Linked DNA regions of Danio rerio: region 2 is linked to region 1. Evidence: chromatin contacts called from public Hi-C data. All regions are on one chromosome and are shown on one strand. Each heading gives the region's core, a stretch centred on a gene start, on an enhancer-like site or on the middle of the called end of the contact. The rest is flanking DNA. Distances are from core to core; before and after follow the strand shown.

Evidence for each region. A called contact is a pair of places that touch in the nucleus more often than the background predicts.
Region 2: a contact with region 1 is called in a Hi-C map of an unstated tissue, with 2.7 times the contacts expected there. The contact joins the promoter of adra2b here to the enhancer-like site in region 1. A contact is called at or near these places in 3 of 18 Hi-C or Micro-C datasets (caudal fin, hematopoietic stem cells and an unstated tissue).

What each region holds. Positions count from the first base shown.
Region 1 is chr8:48,956,122-48,963,048 of GRCz12tu, forward strand. It overlaps sb:cb288, which reads left to right. Exons shown (of 5, transcript XM_002663185.5): 5 at 2,254-3,566. The coding sequence ends at 2,308. It overlaps npc1l1 (NPC1-like 1), which reads right to left. Exons shown (of 21, transcript XM_073910990.1): 20 at 6,598-6,760; 21 at 5,029-6,111. The coding sequence ends at 5,801. Among named protein-coding and RNA genes, the nearest start is that of sb:cb288, 20 kb to the left of the region's middle. Within about 2 kb of position 2,915, at least 9 of the 62 cell types and tissues checked have an H3K27ac peak or open chromatin away from gene starts, as enhancers often do. A contact at or near this core is called in caudal fin, where this site is marked.
Region 2 is chr8:49,083,079-49,090,005 of GRCz12tu, forward strand. It overlaps adra2b (adrenoceptor alpha 2B), which reads left to right and starts at 2,699. Exons shown (of 1, transcript NM_207638.1): 1 at 2,699-4,228. The coding sequence starts at 2,699. The coding sequence ends at 4,228.

The sequences.
Region 1 (6,927 bases), core at 1,665-4,164:
TTTAGATAATTTATTTTAATCAGTACTATTGGAATGTGAAGAGACTTTAAACCAGCACAAAAAAAACAAACAACAAAAAAAGAAAATTCTTTAGACAATCATCTACTGCAGCTTTAAATGGCCAAAAAATGTTTGTTTTTTTATTTAAAGCTTAGAGTGCTCTCACTAGGAGATTGTCTGAATGGCTAAAAGATGAAACATAACTATTTAAAAATTATAACTATTTAAAATAAAGTGTTTCACATACAAGGCTTAAAGGTGCCGTAGCCCCAAAATGTGAGGGCCCTTGAATTGTTGTAACTTTGCGTCCCTGTCAACAATGAACAATGACAGCCTCGCTAGACTGTTTACCATGCTACTCTGAATATTCGCTCTGAAATAAGTGTGGCCAAACACTAACTACATTTCTAACTGGCGAATGACATGAACTTGTGGTCTGCTTTCATGTCTCAGTGCACGCTCTGAGACATGATATATGCTAAGCGGTTAGCATTTCGGAAGATTACTGCACCTTTAAGGCTAATCCAGAATAACTGCATGTCGTCTTAACTGTAAATATCTTAGAAATGACAAATATGTCTCTTTCAATGTTTTGTTTCAAGATGAAAACCAGCGAGTTTTTTTGAGTCCTTTTTATAAAAGAGCCCTAAATACCTTATTTTAACTAAAGCTTATACTTTGATTATGCTCGGTTTATGAAACCAGGCAGTAATGTTTTGATAATTAAATGAATATGACTCATTAATTCATAAATAAGATAAATTAACTTTTTTAATTAGAATCTTACAAACTTTTCAAATGTTCTATATTAAAACATACAGAAATTATAATGATCAAATATATAGTAAATTATGAAAAAAAATCCCGAAAGAAATAAGCCAACAAACCAAGTATGTATATATATATATATATATATATATATATATATATATATATATATATATATATATATATATATATATATATATATATATATATATATATATTTACATCAAGTTAAAGTCAGAATTATTAGACCCCCTGTTCATTTTTTCCCCGAATTTCTTTTTTTAACAGAGAGAAGATTTGTTCAACACATTTCTAAACATAATAGTTTTAACAGCTCATCTCTAATAACTGATTTATTTTATCCTTACCATGATGACAGTAAATAATATTTGACAAGATATTTTTCAAGACACTTCTATACAGTTTAAAGTGACATTTACAGGCTTAACTAGGTTAATTTGGTTAACTAGGCAGGTTAGGGTAATTAGCAAGTTATTGGATAATGATGGTTTGTTCTGTAGACTATTGAAAAAAAAATTGCTTAAAGGGGCTAATAATTTTGTCCTTAAAAATGGTGTTTAAAAAATTTATAACTGCTTTTATTCTTGTCGAGATTAAACAAATAAGACTTTCTCCAGAAAAAAAAACCCAAAAAAAACATGATCAGACATACTGTGAAAATTTCCTTGCTCTGTTAAACATGATTTGGTAAATATTTAAAAAATAAAAAATTCAAAGTGGAGCTAATAATTCCGACTTCAACTGTATAGGCTGAGCACTGTATAAGATTTGGAGAACCACTTTAAAATCAAATAAGTATTGTGACATCAAATGCATATTACATATTCATCAAACATTGATCAAAAAATGCAAGATGAACAATATTCTAAGGTATGTTTTAAAATTTATGAACATTTTTCAATTTTTATGCAGAGTTTGACAGCTGTTATAAAATATATACAATGTCTGTGCAAATGTATGGTGCGGACACCCTTATTAGATTCCAAACAATTCAGATTATGTGCATATGCATTTATTTAAACAAATTAATGGTGAAATATTAAACAAATATCATATTCATTCATTCACAAGACTTTTCTTTACTAAACACAAATGCACCACTTGTGTGTTTTGGTTTAAAAATCATCCTCAGTCGAAGACAAATTTATTAATTTTTTTCTTTCTTTTCTTCCTTTTTTTGTCTTTGCCATGATGCATATATTTTCACTAGTTACTGTATTTTGCATAATTAAGTTAACAAGACAAGTTAATTAGACAAGTTATTGGACGATAGGGATTTTTGTTCTGTAGCCATTATAAAATATCTTAAGTGGCTAGTAATATTTACCCATAGGATTTATTAATTTATTTGTTTGTTTATTTATTCTCTCAAATACTGTGAAAAAATTCCTTGCATTGTCATAATCATAATGCATTTAAACCATAGTGTTGAACTTTTTATTTTGTCTCCCTGTCTCTTGCTAGGAGGAAAAAAAGAGCAAGTTTGAGGGCTCACGAGCAGAGGTCTCTTACATGCTGACTTCCACCTGCCCAGAGTTACTCATCTTAGGTCGGATCTGTATCAGCCGCAGCTTTAATGTCTGTTTGGCTGATCACTACACATTATCCACTGTCCCATTTGAAAAATAGTTCTGAAAATCTGTGATTTGGGCATTCAACTGAAAAATGTGTGTGTGTGTGCAGGTGCATGCGTATGTTTAAAGGAAATGACAAAGGGATGGTTCACCCAAAAATGAAATTTACTCATTTACTCCCATTCGGCATGTTTCCAACACATTACAGTTTCTTTCTTAAAATACAAAGGAAGGTATTTTGAAAAAATGTAAAAATTAGCAGCCATTGACGTCAGTACTTCCCCCACCCCTACTATGGATGGCAATGGCTGATGATTTCACACACACATACACACACATCTTCTTTTTTTATCAAACAGAAAAATAAGAAAGAAACACATTTAATACAACTTGAGGGTGTGTAAAAGTAAATTATTTTTAAAATGAACTGTTCATCCATTAAACGTGCTCTTGAAGCGTGTATAAATATATATGATTTGGAAGAGTGACCAAGACATAAATGTCCACTAGATGTCACTAGATGTGTTCACTTTTAACTCAACGAAACTAGGAAATCAGCCAAAAGCTCTTCATTCTTTAGCCCATATGTTTTTTATCTTCGTAAACTTGCCTGTTTAGGACTTTTATTTGATTTTATTGCCTATATATGCTAATTAACACACAAAATATAACACCTATTATGAAACTAGACGTTTGTTTTTCTCCAAACGTCCCCTTTGGCCAGGTGAACTCTGCACCAGTGAATGAGTGCATGCGTGTGTGGGTGTGAGAGAGCGAGTTTGTGAGATATTTGCCTTGTACAGCAGTATTGGTTAGAGAGAACAGCACATTTCTGGGTTAAAGTCTTTTTGGGTACGTGTGTGTGTTAATGTAAGAAAAGGGAGCTACAGATTGCACATTTTTATTGTAGATAATATACCCGTTTGCACAATAGCTGTACGCGGTTATAGATATTTTACTTATGTCATGGCTTTTTTATTAGCGGTTTTCACTGTGAATATCTGACTTTTATTTTGGATTAAAGTGTGTCGATGTAATCCAGTATGCAAATGTGTACTTTGATTAAAGACGAGTTTGTACAGTTGTTTTAAACTAATACGTTAGATGGCTTCAGAATGAAAATGTTGCTAGCTTTATGCTTTCCCATTTCCAAACCTGCCTTGTGTTAATCTTCAGAATAAATATGAAGATGTTTTTAATGAATTGTGAAAGATTTCTGTCCCTTCATAAAAATTACCGCACTACAGTAATACAATTAATAGTAATAATAATGAATTAAATTAATTAATAATACGATTGTGGCTGCTGTGCTGACTGTCTAGTGAAATAAAGGACATTTATTCCAGAGCCCAACATCTGGAGCTTAAGCGTTAATTTAAACTCTTTAAAAGTTCCTTTAAAGACAGTCTTTAATATTTGAAATCATTTAAAAAATGCAATAATTTACTACACTCACCGGCCACTTTATTAGGTACACCTCTCTAACTGCTCATTAACGCAAATTTCTAATTGTCATGGCAGCAACTCAGCAGGTAGGCATGGTTGAGACGATTTGCTGCAGTTTAAACAGAGCATTAGAATGGGGAAGAAAGGTGATTTAAGTGACTTTGAATGTGGCATGGTTGTTGGTGCCAGACAGGCTGGTCTGAGTATTTCAGAAACTGCTACTGGGATTTTCACACACGACCATCTCTAGAGTTTACAGAGAATGGTTATAAAAAATTAAAATATCAAGTGAGCGGCAGTTCCGTGGGCGCAAATGTCTTGTTGATGTCAGAGGAGAATGGCCAGACTGGTTTAAGCTAATAGGAAGGCAACAGTAACTCAAATAAACACTCGTTATAACCAAGGCATGCAGAAGAGCATCTCTCAATGCATCACACATCCAACCTTGAGGCAGATTGGCTACAGCAGCAGAAGATCACACCGGCTGCCACTCCTGTCACATAAGAACAGAAAACTGAGGCCAAAATTTGCACAGGCTCACCAAAATTGAACAATAGAAAATTGGAAAAACGTTGCCTGGTCTGATAAGTCTCGATTTCTGCTGCAACATTCAGATGGTAGGGTCAGAATTTGGTGTCAACAACATGAAAGCATGGATCTATCCTGACTTGTACCAACGGTTCAGACTGGTGGTGGTGGTGGTGGTGTAATGGTGTGGGTGATATATTCTTGGTGCTCTTGGGCCCATTATTACCAAATAAGCGTTGTGTTGATGCCACAGCCTATCTGAGCATTGTTGCTGACCAAGTCCATCCCTTTATGACCACAGTCTGCCCATCTTCTAATGGCTACTTTCAGCAGGATAACATGCCATGTCAATAAGCACAAATCATCTGACTGGTTTCTTGAACATGACAATGAGTTCACTGTACTCAAATGGCCTTCACAGTCAGCAGAACTCAATCCAATAGAGCTCTTTTGGGATGTGGTGGAACGGGAGATTTGCATCATGGATGTGCAGCCGACAAATCTGCAGCAACTGTGTGGTGCTATCATGTCAAATGGACCAAAATCTCTGAGAAATATTTCTAGTACCTTTTTGAATATATGATATGAAGGATTAAGGTGTGTATTCATGACAAATGCAGTATAACAGTTTTTTTTTATATTTTATTCATAAAATTGCCTGTGACAAAAATAAAACGCTATTTTCATTGAACAGTGTGAAATCATTACATTTATTCCACAATAAATATCCTTAAAACATTTATTTTTACATATAAAAAGTTTTTCCTTGATTGCCTCTGAAAATGTTTTTCCAACATTTATTAAAAGAGAAATTGTAAAAGTGCTCGATGGCTCCTTCAACAGTAAATGGTAAACTTTAAACACACAAGCTGTAATGAACATTCAATGCGGTTTGTTTTACACAAGGTAGAAATACACACAGTGCATTTAATACATAGTAATGCTTATGATAATACTCTTTCTATACTGGAGTGTTTGAGTTGCAGTTTCCTGTATTCAACGCTGTAAGTGTTTCCGTCATGAACAAGACCATTTCAATCATGTGAAACCTTAACGACAGAATTAAATAACAAATATTACATCATAAAAAAGTCAAACAATTGTGCTCTATTGTAGTGATTTCCTTCGTTGTGAAATGGTGGAATCAGCTTGTATCTGTTATCACTTTGCCTCAGGTTTGACCTGGGCAACATAATCACCGGTACGAATGATGGTGAAAGATCGACAAGCTGAATATCTCCCATCTTCAGAACAGCAGTAGCGCAATGCTATCAGAGAAGTCCATGTGAAACGCATAGAGCTGACAGAGCAGGATCACATTCTGCTTACAGCGTTTCATCGATGGCTTGTGATTGGCTGCTTTATTTCCCTTAGAGACTCGCATGCATTTACAATAGTGGCATTCTTAAGACTTCCAGTTCAGTATAATGATATGGTAAATAAACTCAAAGAAAGTTTTAGGGCTACAACTTGGAGATATCCCATTCGGTGGGCATTTGGGTGGTTTCAGGCATAATCACTGCCATTATTAGGACTGACGGCTCTTCTGGAGGGCTCGAAGGCTCTACAGGGAAACTTGAAGGCTCTGCAGGGATTACGCCGTTGGACTTTTCATGGTTTTCAGGCAAACTTGCAGGCTCTACGTGGATTTCGCCGTTAGATTTTTCATGGTTTTCAAAGCAAACGTTGTCATATGTAGCTTTACTATTGAGCTCCATCTCTTTTTCTTGTTCTTCTTGAATCTGCAGCAGAAGTGCGTTGTTTACTCCAGGACCTGGGAAACACACACACAGTCCTTTTTATTAGTTAAAGTCCCATTGAAATCAAAATGTAGTTTTAGACGTTAGTATCAGTATTTTAATCTCCATGTCTACTAAAGTGTTTTATTTTTTTCTTGAGCTAAGAAATAGTTTTTCGTTGTTGTTAATAGTAGCTCAATGTTCATAAATGTCTTTAGTAAATGCACACCCTGATCTGATGCGGTAGACACAGGCGAATAATGTCATTTTTAAATTGTTTTGGTGTACAAAAGTGTTCTTGGAGCTTCGTATGATTAGTTGAACCACTGCAATTCACATGGAATAATTTGACAATGTTTTTGGTGTTGCACTCTATTATCCTTAAATAGTATCTTTATACGTCTTGATTTTTGTTTTAAATATGCCAGTCAAGATTTTGTATATATGAATAAAGGTAATGACAGTCATTAAGTGACCTACAGTAAAGGTCAAGTGAGTGACAGTTTAGTTTAATAACTTACCAAAGTAACTGAGCAGCACAGGCAGAAATATGAGTCCATGGGCCATGCCGAGAAGAGTTATGACCAGATTGAGTCTGAAGAAGAAGATCTGGATGAGCTGAGCTTTAGCAAACGCCAAAACAACAATTCCGGGCAGATTGGTCATCGCAACACCAGCAAACACCTGAGAGAGACAAGGGATTTAAGAAATTTTTTTAAACTACAGTAGTAGTTTTAAAATTTACAGTAGTAAAGACATTTTTTTGCTCAAATTGTTGTCCTTTGTGATTCATTAAATGCAAGTAAAAGTGTCACTCAGAAATATCTTAAAAATAGCCAGATAACATTTAC
Region 2 (6,927 bases), core at 1,449-3,948, 130 kb after region 1:
GACTGATTTTTCTAATCCCCATAGACAAGAAAAATAAAGTAGTGACTGAAGATTGAAGAAAAGTAGGGGAGTAAAAGTACTGATTACTTCACTAAAAATGTACTCAAAGGAAAGTAAAAGTATACACATTTTTAAAACTACTTATTAAATTTCAATTCCTGAGAAAAACTACTCAATTAAAGTAACTTGAGTATTTGTAATTAGTTACTTTACACCACTGCACACGATTAACTGACATTCCCCAGCAACATTGCTGGATATTAATTATTTTAATCCTTCCTTTAAACACTCAAATGTGGTGTTTTTCTAGGCTTCCAATTAGGAAAAATGATTTCAACTGAGATGTTACATCTTTGATCATGATTAAATGATTATTCATTGCACTGAATGTCATTCAATCATATTGTAAATAATAAGAGCTAGCAACTGTGAATATAACTTTAAAGCTGAAAACAATAAATCAAGATACTGATTTCAGAATGACTGATTAATACTGAATGCTCAAACATCTGCAAAAGTATTATGGTTTAATATTGTTCTGAGAACACGAACAAATGTGTTTGTTGTCCATAAGGGGGCAGAGCTTACCACAGTTTTGTAAAAAAAAAATACACAAACAAAAAACATGTATTTTCCATTCAATCAATCTATCTATCTGTCTATCTATCTATCTATCTATCTATCTATCTATCTATCTATCTATCTATCTATCTATCTATCTATCTATCTATCTATCTATCAAAACAGTAAACTAATAAAACAGCCAATATCTCTCTAAAACATCGAAGGGCTCTCTGTACAAAATACTGCTTTGTGCAAATATTTATTGGAAATAATTTTTGCATTCTGGAAATGCATCAAATCATTCGACCTATCTGACATAACGTACTATGTTCTTTGCTACAATCACTATTGATAAAGGTCATCCAGGAAACAGAAATTCACTGATCCTAATGGGTACGTCTGAAGGGGTTCTAAATTGCATTTGGGTATATGTTGCACTTTATCATATCTGAAGAGAGCATTAACCACTTGATCTTTCAGAAATGAAGCGCAAAATACGGTGCGGAGGAAGCGCTCGACCGTCACGAGTCCTTTTACGCACGAGTGTGCAGTCTGCGATTAAAGTTTCAAGCGTTTTAAAAAGCTTTCTGTTGCTTTTATAGTTTGTTTGGCTTTTAATTGTTGTTTTTTGTTGTTAAATGCAGTCGGCAACTTAGTGATAAAATGCTTTGCAGCGTTTTTTTTACGCACAATAACAGCAAAAAGCTTTTTTCATTTTCCGTACCTAATGTTTTCAAATATATCCTGTTTGCAAGTTTCCTAATAATAAACAGTGCTCTTTATTGTGCAGACACCATTAATCAAAATCATTACCTTTATCCATTTTGGATACAAGTTGATTGTGCGGCTGACCTCTCCAAAAGGTTTGATTAGAATTGCATCCACTACACGCCTGTATTTGTTTTATGCTTGACAATAGAGTGTTAGGATAGGTCAGGCTTTTAAGTGGGAGGGAAGAGTTCGCCTCATGACGCCCGTCCTGACATCACTTATACTGGGGTACTGAGGAGAACCGTTGCGTAGATATGAAGCGAGAGCGGCTCGCTCGAGCCGCACCGATACTTAAAACTGTCACTGAGGTAATGCGCGCGGCATGTAGGAGGCATCCAACCTGCTGAATGAGATACTGCTGAAACAGGAGAAACACGAAGAGAGACGGAAGACAAACTGTTTTCACTTATACTTCTTTTTATTACTTGGACATACCCGACTATTTTGGAGTGCCTCTGATCCTTAAGCCGACTTTCTCCACTCAGGAATGTAACAACGACACAACTACACCAGACTCCATCATTTATCAGGGTAGTTGTTGCACTTCAATTCTTTCTGCAAACTTGTGAAAACTGTGAGGGGAAACTGGCACATCGCCGCGCGCTGCTGCGCTCTCTCTGGAGATTTATATTTAAAGCCTCGCGCTCCGTGGAGGGTTGAGCATCTGGGTAACCTAGATTTAAGCATTCCAATATATTTGTTTTGTAATTACTTGTCAACAATTTAAGAAGATTTTGAATTCGCAAATTGAATGTTCCAATTTTGTAATGTTCTAACTGAAGAATTATTATCGAAATCATTTAATAGAAGCACAATATTGCGCATGATTTTCATATTGGCATTTAATCAATCGGTCACTTCGGATTTGATCACTCATATTTCTGCAGTAGTCTTTTGTTTCGGCTTTCCCCCCTCTCACATTTCAATTTTCAACCTGTCTTATGTAACAACATTCTTAAGTTGATGATATAACGGCAGACAAGCAAAAATACTTAATAAGAATCATAAATTAAAATGTATTTCAATTAATTGGATGTTTATTACATTTTATTAGTTGCATGTTACTCAGATGTGGCTTATTTCAATCTTTTGAGATGCAAAATAATAAATTCACAACACTCGACGAGATGTGACATACGATGACTGACAGAATCTATAGTGCAGTTAACAATGTATTCATTTGTTTATACGTAGGGGGGTTTGTACATAAAGGTTTTATTTAATGTAATATTTAATAAAATATTGAACACTTAGTTTTTAGAACATAAAATAAACACCAAAACCATATTATTTAACTTATTCTACCCACATACGGATTGCCATAGAGAAGAACTGCCCACGTGCACTTTCTGCATTTGCAGTCATGGATAGCCCGTGCCCTGTTGCCGTGGGTCTGCCTGGCCACACTAATGGCACTGGAGGCACGTCTTCACCGACTTGTAACCAGAGCATGATAAAACTCGCCCCGTACTCTCCTGAAGCCACAGCAGCCTTTGCAACAGCCATCACATTGATGATGCTTATTACAATAGTAGGCAATATCCTGGTCATCATTGCTGTTTTAACAAGTCGCTCATTAAGAGGACCCCAAAATCTTTTTTTGGTCTCCCTTGCTGCTGCAGACATTTTGGTGGCCACCCTCATCATCCCCTTTTCCCTAGCCAATGAACTGATGGGCTACTGGTATTTCCGCTCTGTATGGTGTGAGATCTACCTGGCGCTGGATGTGTTGTTCTGCACTTCCTCCATAGTACATCTGTGCGCCATCAGTCTAGACCGCTACATGTCTATCTCACGTGCTGTCACGTACGGTCCCAAGCGGACACCGAAACGAATCAAGTGTGCCATTTTGGTGGTGTGGTTGATCTCAGCGGTAATCTCATTTCCGCCACTACTATCTATGAACAAGAATAAAGGTGGTGGCGAGTCAGGTGCGCTGCCTCAGTGTCAGCTCAACGATGAGCGCTGGTACATCCTGTACTCTACTATTGGTTCCTTCTTTGCTCCTTGTCTAATAATGATCTTAGTCTACATGCGGATCTATCAGATCGCCAAGCAGCGCACACGGTGTCCACCAGGGGAGCCCCGCAAAGAAGCCCCAGCTAATGCTACGACTCCTCAGCACAAGATCCAAAATGGAAGAGGAGATGAAACGCCAGGCACCCTTCAGAAAAAAGCCAGGCCTCCAACTTTGGCTGTGTCCCAAGTGGAGTCTGTCCAGCAGGCAGCAAACACCCCGATCGCCAACAACCTTCTGCAAGCCCCTTCAACAACCTTGACACCAACCACCCCATGCCCCTCGCCATCTCCTTCGAATTCATCTGAAGTGGCTCCCAGTAAAAGTAAAGAGGGGAAAAAGGAGAAGAAGAAGAAGAACAACAAAAACAAGAACAAGAAAGAGCCTGACAACAATAATGGAGAAAGCATGAGCTCTGATTCGGACACTGAGCAAGGTGGGAGGGGGTTAGAGGTCCCTTGCACCCCGACTATGACCCCCAGTGGCATTCATTCTCCTGCCACTATGCAGAAATACAGAGACATGATCGCCACCGCTAAAGGTGCCAAGCTGGTGGCCCGAAAGGCCAAGCAAGATGGAACGCCCAACTCTGCACGCCGCAAAGCGATGGTGAACCGAGAGAAACGATTCACCTTTGTGTTGGCGGTAGTGATTGGTGTCTTTGTCATTTGCTGGTTTCCCTTCTTCTTCTCATACAGCCTACAGGCTGTGTGCCCAGAGTCGTGCGCCCTGCCAGAGCCACTCTTCAAGTTCTTCTTCTGGATCGGCTACTGCAACAGCTGCCTCAACCCGGTCATCTACACCATCTTCAACAAAGACTTCCGCAGAGCCTTCAAAAAGATCCTCTGCAAGAACACCAAAGGCACATTCTTCTGAAGCTCCTGAGGTGCATCGTCTCCTCAGATTTAAAACAAAAAAAAACACTTACATCTATTCAGAACACGAGTGTCAGAAAGAACACTAAAATAAGCACAATAATGGCGTTGTTGTGATGTAAATGAAGGGCTTTTTGTGCTGCCGGGTGAACCGAGGAGACCACGCGACTCAAATGACTCTATTCTGTCCAGGTTATCACCTCAGGCTTCAGACTCAAGGACTTGTGCTATAAATGGGGCTAATCCAAAAATATTCACGGACATTGACAAATCAAGGCTGAACACAAAAGAACTTACGAGGACTATGGCACACCTGCAAGGACAAGCCACAGGATTTGGAGCTCAATACAAAGGTTGCTGCATTTTTTTTCCTCTCTTGTTTTTTTTTTTTTTGTGTTATTTCTCGACTTTCTAAGAGCCTTGAGGATTTCTCTAAGGATTTCAGAGGTACTCCATATTCAGAATATTTACTAACTGATTTTTCATGCTGATTGGTCTACTTGATGCCTACACAGCACTATTACTGAGGAACAAAGCTGAAAGACACAAATTACTCTTTATGGAAATCCTTGCCATGGGCAATGTGTATGAAACGAGCTGACGCAAGTTTCTCCGATCGAACATTAAGGCTTTTAGTTACAGATTCCCCTCTAGTGCAGGACCATAGGGGAGGTTGTTGCCATGCTCTGATGCAGAAAGGCTTTGTGAATACAGAATACTTGTCATGGATTGAACTGATTGCTAATAGACTTTTGAATTGATATATGATATGATATGTTCGGTATGTATTAGTACACATGCTCTTTTTAAAAAAAAAATAATGATGATGATGACTCTTTGCGTTATCAAAAAAAAAGACTTTTAGACTTCAGTGGCTGTGTCAGATGACACAAACACCTCCTGATTTCCCCGGAGGTGCTCTTTCTGACTCTGTCTTTGTATAAAAGAACAAATGATAATTATTTGTTGGTGTACACTGATCTACTGCACCCTAAATGTGTGAACATTCAGCAGGGTGATACTTTGGGACTAAGGGCTGATAGCAGTGATGCTTTCCATTTCTTTGATCATTGTCTTTTTGCTGATGATCCCCGTGAGTGTGTGCGCACGCACAGAGCAAATATTGTGAATGGGTATGTGTTGCGTCCGACTGCTGTGTATGTCTGGAGATGTATGCTGTGTGTGAGAGGGTGTGCGAATGTTGTTGTGTGGATGTTTCTTTGCTTAAGGTGTGCGTGTTCACATCCCTCCCCGATTCCACTGGCACTAGTTCAACTATATATGTATGTGCTTGATTAATGTGGCTGGTTTGCCATATCTGCCAGTGCTTATGATAATTTCCCGTGCCAATGCTTTTACATGTTTTGCTGCTATAAGTTCATTTAGTATCTTTTATTTTGTTTTTTAAACCAGGGTTTTACTTCAAAAGAATCTCTTGCAGTTCATTTCGAGGCAATTTGGAAATGAGGCATCTTAAGCTGAGAACTGTAAATTATTACGTGAATGATTTTTGTATTTATTTATCTTGCTATTTGCTGTTCCCCTGTCATATACAGTGCTCAGCATCATTTTGAAAATATTTTTTTTTCTCCATTTCTCAGTGAATATAGGCAATGTATTTTGGTGCATTTAAACAAAGACAATTTATTAAACAGATATATTTATTAAAATAATATTTTAGTCACCAAACATATTTAGAAATTGAAAGATAATACAAACAAATTCAAGCAAAATATTGCAAAAAAATTTTTACAAACCCCAAAATTTCAACTTAATCTTTATTATTATTATTATTATTATTATTATTATTATTATTATTATTATTAATATTATTATTTGTTTCTCTTGATTTTTCCTGTTTTTTAAATTTGTATTTAATATTTTTCAATAAAATATAAATTTGGCTGTACTAGTTTTTGGACCGTTATTGTAAGTTATTTTGTTAGATAAGTTCCAGATTTGGCTTCAGTACTGACTAATCTAATGTATTTGCTCAAATATAACATTGAATAGCTTCCTATTTAAAATATGAATTTACAAGAGAGATTTGTGAGTTGTGTACTTATAAATGCTGAGCACTGTGTATATCTATTTTTCCAACTTCCTTTATTTTTATTTCCCAAGGGGAAACAGACATGAGGAGTTCAGCTTTAGCTACAGCACAATTAAAAAAAACCTTCTACTGTACATTATTTGTGACTTTTATTTTTATATATGTGGCAGGACATATTGCATACGGGCTGCGTTTTAAAAAGCTTTGCAATTGACCGGATCCTAGTAACTGTATGCCTTTTTGCCTCCTGGACTCTTCTTTTAGTGTAATGCTGTTGGTTTTTCACTGCTCTTTAAAAATAAAACCGCTGAGCTGTGTGTGCCAACTGACTCATTGCTGTTAGAGAATAAATATGGCGCTTTCAGTACAGATGAACAGATTTCTATCTTGACAGACGTCATTGACAATTTCGAAATGGGAAAAAGGCTTTATGAAAACCAGTCATCGCAAATTTCCTTCTCCAAAAAGCAGCACTTTCTTGTTTCAATGAATTGAGCCATCTGCAAACATGTTGAATGAACACTTTTTTTTCGGTGACACTTCATTTTGATGGTCTATTTGAGTATTAGTAGACTGTCTGCTTATTATCTGCATACTGCTATTTCAACAGACATTTAACTGACTATAAGAAACTTTGCAAGTACTTG